Linked DNA regions of Manis pentadactyla: region 2 is linked to region 1. The links are chromatin contacts, called in public Hi-C maps. All regions are on one chromosome and are shown on one strand. The core of a region is the stretch at or near the end of the contact, and the rest is flanking DNA. Distances in the headings are between cores, read along the strand shown. Region 1 holds the start of WLS (Wnt ligand secretion mediator). Region 2 holds the start of DEPDC1 (DEP domain containing 1).

Region 1 (2,654 bases), core at 79-2,578:
AGATCCATGAGCCCGTCTTCTTCACCCGGAAGCCTGTTAGGTCCGAGAGGTCCGCGGGACGCACTCCAGGGGAGGTATCCCAAGACGGGTGCCGTGGCCGGGAGACGAAGGAGCTGTCACCTGCAGGGGCCTGTGTCTGGGGAGGGGCGCTCTCCCAGGCGCCAAGGAGGGACCAGGGACTCCAAACTCACGGGCTTTCGGGGCGCCAAGGAGTGGGGGAGGGGAGATTCGAGAGAGGGCAGGAGGCCAAAAGCAACACCTTTCGGATACGCTTTTCCCGTCAGAGCTCTCCAACTTCCCGCAGCGCCAGCCAACGACTTTCTCCCACTGCACCCCACCCCACCCCGCCTCCGGACCCAAAGCTCGGACCTGTTCCTTCCACCACCGCGGGGAGGAGGAACTAGGAAGCCGCGGGCGCAAAGGTAGGGCCCCAAAATGCAAACTCTCACCGCCTAGCCGAGACGACCATACGCGTTTACGCATGCAACGATCCAGCCCCGCAACACGGCTCCGGGTTTGCGCCGGGCGCAGTTCCCTGACTCTTCTGTTGTTCTCACTAAAGTCGATTACGTTGCCCTCCGGGTGCTGACTGGGAGGGAATCGAGAGGAAAAGAGGGGAACGCGGGAAAAAGCGGGGGTAGGGGGAGCAGCAACCAACTTTGTAACCCAGAGCTTCCTCGCGCGATCCGTCGCCATGCTTAAGATTCCCACCCCCACCACCCCCCTCCTTCCTTTCAAGTGGATACTGAAACTAGGCCAAAACTTTTCCCCCTCCTTTTCTCTTAGCCACTAGACTGGATTGTGCCCCACGGAGCCCCATGGAGCTCTGCTTTCTTAAGCACAATAGCCGGACTAATTAGATCATAGAAGGAAGGCAGTGATACTGTAACAAGTAGCCCGAGAGGCAAAGAGGGAAGGGGCCCGAAAAGAGAGAAAGGGGGAAAAGTTTGCAGCTCTCACACTTACCAATCAAGCCTCCCACCAGAAAGGCGATGATTTGGAACACGAACAGAATCCCACCAACAATGCACAGCTTCTTGGTGCTCATGTTTTCTATAATTGCCCCAGCCATTTTTGCGCCCCCCTTTTTCTTCTCTCCTTGAAATAAATGTTTTAGGTGTGCTTTTTGCTCCCTCTCCTCTCACGCTCCCTCTTCCCTCGCCTCCTTTCTGGGGCGCTGCAAAACTTCAAGGGTACGGGAGCGCGGCGAGGATGGGACTGGGACGGAAGGCGCCCGCACGGATTCCCCCGGCACAGCCGGCTCGGGCTCCCCCAATGCCCGGAGCTGTGATTGTGGCCGCTCCGCCGCCTGTGGACGCTTAAAGGAGCAGGGAAGCGGATCACATGACGCCGCCTCCCTCCCTTTCTGCCTCCCTCCCGCTCGCGCTTCCTCCCTTCCTCTCTGCCTCCCTCTCTTCCTCTCCCCCGGGCTTTGGAGCTCCGGCGGGTGCTGGCGTCCTACTCCAGGGTCTGCTTGGCAGCCTGTCCCGCCAGGGACTGGTGTCATTTGGAGGTGGATGTTGCTAAGTGGGTCCCCCATTCCCTGCCTCGCACATGTTTCCTTTTCTGGTGCGAGATTTAAATCACCCGTGGACAGCTTTGCAGACCTTTAACTTAACGTGTTGACTTTAGGAAATGGTCCCCACCCCCTACTACTAGAACTCTTATTTCGGAAAGAAGAGGAGAATTTTTTAAAGGGATCCAAAGATGCTCAAGTCAAAATACAGAGGTGCAGAGTAAAGTCTCGGCTTAGTTTACTACTACCTGATCCGAGTCTCGGTTTATTGGGCATATACTCAGCTAAATTATCTCCCACTGTACCCCTGGAGGAACCTACACTCCAGCCAAGTCAGACCTCTCTGTTCATTACCGTGTTATCCCCCATGCCATGGGTTCCCAGAGCCTTGACCCTGTCACTCTTGCCTTTAAGAAAGAAAAAAGAAAGTGTATATAAGATTACTCTATCAGAGTCTTAAATCTCATTTAAAACCCAGCTCACCTGAAAAACCTCTCCAGTTTCCAAACCACCTCTATGTACTATCTCTGAGAACGGAACTCCTATAATGTCTTGTTTACATTCTTAGCTCCTATCGTAAGGACTTTTGTGTCACGTTTGTCTCCATCACAGAGCTGTAAACTCCTGGGGGATAGGAACTGAGTTTTGTTCAGCTTGGTACAAGCACTACCCACCCCCTCCCCCGTGGTGCGTAACAAACTTCTAGCTCTAGTAGGTCCTCCAAAAACTTTTGTGGAATTAATAAGTGAATGTGAAACCAAGCCCACGGTTTGCATTTCAAAAGCCTAAGACACCTTATTTGATTTAGATGGTACCTATATTGAGTTTCAATGTTTGCTGATCTCTTTGTAAGGATGTATTTATGTTTATACTTAACTTCTAAGGGAAGGGGATGAGGGGGGAACTGGACTCTTAAGAGATTTCCTGGTCTATTAAGCCTAAATGAACCAGCCTGGTTTTCCTATGTTTCATAAATTGGTTTTTTAGCTCAACATTGCTCAGTTGACCCTTGATAACCTTCGTAACCCCCCACTCCGACATGTATTCAGTGTCCACACCCCACCACCTCTTACCCACCTATTTCTTGCCCCTACCTTCCATCTACACCCTCTTCATGTCAAGGGAATATACCCAGTCC
Region 2 (2,654 bases), core at 41-2,540, 250 kb after region 1:
TGTGATATATTTGTATTTTAAAGATACTCATATTTTCCAAATTGTTCACAAATCACCCAAACTTTATAGTTTGTGGCAGCTCTAACAGTGGAGCATGAAGGTGGTAGTGGTGTTATATAATAAACACATCACTTTTAAATTAAAAATCCTACATTAGATGCCAAGAAATCTGATTTGTAACCCCAGCTATGCTATTACTAGTTATATGCTATTTCTCACTTACCTAACCCATGTGGCCCCCCCATCACAATGCAAAATTTAAAGGCAGAAAACAGAATAACTATTCTTTTCGTCTCATACCTCCCCATTTTACACATTCATTTATTCAAAAATCTTACGTTGAGCTGCAATTTAGCCACAGGTAAGTTATTTATTATTCTCTAGACCACAACACACTTTCACATACAGTATTCTCTTGGGAAATTCCTTAAAGTGGACACATATTATTAGCTCTACTTAACAATGTGGAAACTGAGGCTCACAGAAGTTAAACGACTCTCCTATTGTCCTGTAACCAGTGGTACTAGTATTCTCTTGAAGATTCAAATACACAAGACACTGTGTAATGAGTAAAAATCCAGGGACTACTAACAGTGGTTCCTGATGTTTTTTTTTTTTTAGGTATTCTGGATTTAGTTTTGAATAGGCACCTGTTACCTAGAACTAACTAATCAGTCGGTACATCCTGCATGAAATTCTGCAGGCCCAGCAAAAAGCAGCTGTCACTTTCGCGCTGCCCGCAATCTGACTCCACAAAGCATTTGGGAAGCATTCTAAATTCTTCTAGAATCTTGATGGGAGCAGAAAATCAGGCGCGGGGAGCGGCTAAAATAGGAATATTCTCTGACATTCCAGGGGACGCCGACACTAAAGCACAGAAGTCGCCTAGAGAAGGCGAGTAGTATGTGCCTTCTCCAGGGCGCGTCCTTGGGGACTTACCGCTGATAGGGCCCGGAGCAAAGGCTCAGACCCTCAAAAGAGGGAGAGGGGAGTCCGGCAAACGTTCCGCAATTCCCGCTATTTCCCCTTGCTCTCCTTTTCGGCAAAGGGACTATCCCTCTGTCCAAGGTAAAGCCAAAAACGTTCTCAAAAAGTGGTGGCAGCCATCACCCCGGCTGACGGGCCAGCCCGGTCGTTTCCGCGCGGTCTTACCAGCTTGGTGGCTCGATAAGGCCCGGGAGGTACACTTCGACTCTCCATACCGCCTACCGGGCCGGAGATCTGTCAGCGTCCCGCTCCGTGCATGGCGACACACGGCGACACTGGGCCCCGGCCAGGGCCGCGGGGTGACTGCACAACCGTCGGCCCCGCCGCCGATTTGAATTAGGCAGAGGGCTGCGCTGATTGGCCGCGCCGCCGGGTCACGTGATAGTTCACGGCGGGGTGGGGGGCCCAGTCGCGGCCGGCGAGCGCGGCGGAGCCTCCCGGGGCTGTGGCGCTGGGCGTGCACCGCTGGCCCCGCTGGGCTGCGCTGGGGCCCGCCTGTGGGAGAGCCTCACCGGGCTTTCCTGGAGTTGCTTCTCCCTCTTGCGGTCGTTGGCGAGGCGAAGTCATGTTTCCACTCAGAACCGGTGAGGCGGTTTAGTCTAGAACAGGATCGTTTGAAGTGCAGCTTTTGGCTTAGGGAATTTGCAATTTGAAATGAAAAACAAAAACTCAAATCCCATACCTTTTCTGCCTGGCTCTGCAGGATTTCCAACAGTGGTTAGCATGTAAAACAAAGCATCCCTGGGCCACAGCTTTCACCTGACCAACCCCTTGGTTTGCTTCTTTTAAGCTTTCTGGATAAATGTTGCAGTGCTGTCACCCTCCTACATTTTAGCAGTGACCATGATTCCGTTCTCTCCATTGCAAAAATGGTAGTAGAATGGAGCATAACTACATTTCCAGAAGTACATACAAAAGGGGTTTGGGAAAAGGTTATGTAAAACCTGACAAATTTCCCTCAAGAAAATCTACTACCATTATCTTTATAAGAATCCTGGTTATATTTAAATCGTGAATATACACTTAAAAATTAGATGGGATTTTAGGACACCTACAACAAATGTCATTTTTTAAATGACAAAAACTAAATTCTGAGCGTTGAAGGGATTTGCCCAAAGTCTTGTACCTCACTGGCAGAGGTCAAACTTCATACTTTTAATAAATGCTCCATCCTGTTCGATACTGGGGATCCTTCAGTACAACAGGCTGAGAGGTTACTTGAGTGGTTTGAAGCTATGAGAGAATTAATACAGAAATTAAGCAGAAATTTCAAAGGGTAGAACTAGGCAAAAAAGGAGAGGTAAGGGAAAATTCTAGGGAGTAGTATGATGGTCTCCAGAGCATACCTTAGCTACTGAACTTAAGATAACTTAGATGGAGACACATCTATTTACTGAACAGGATCAATGGACAGGAATTTTCAAAAAGCACTTGGTAAACAGAAACAATCAATTTGATTTTGCATTAATGTTAAGGAAAAGTAGAGTTACAAAATAGTGTTAACTTTTTCATCTGGCTTTATGACCATTAGCTTAGGGTTTTCTTTTCTCTGTTCTTTTGCCACATTTCCCTTAAGAATGAAATGGAGATGAGAATGTGGAGGCCAAAATTAGTTTAGCATTTTTTGCCCAGTTCCTTAGTTGAAAATTATCTCATATACAGCCTTT

Evidence for each region. A called contact is a pair of places that touch in the nucleus more often than the background predicts.
Region 2: a contact with region 1 is called in a Hi-C map of fibroblasts, with 2.8 times the contacts expected there. The contact joins the promoter of DEPDC1 here to the promoter of WLS in region 1. A contact is called at or near these places in 2 of 3 Hi-C or Micro-C datasets (fibroblasts and skin fibroblasts).

The regions. Positions count from the first base shown.
Region 1 is chr4:56,754,703-56,757,356 of mManPen7.hap1, forward strand. WLS (Wnt ligand secretion mediator) reads right to left here and starts at 1,329. Exons shown (of 12, transcript XM_057500313.1): 1 at 967-1,329. The coding sequence starts at 1,072.
Region 2 is chr4:57,002,000-57,004,653 of mManPen7.hap1, forward strand. It overlaps DEPDC1 (DEP domain containing 1), which reads right to left and starts at 1,291. Exons shown (of 11, transcript XM_036910799.2): 1 at 1,153-1,291. The coding sequence starts at 1,200.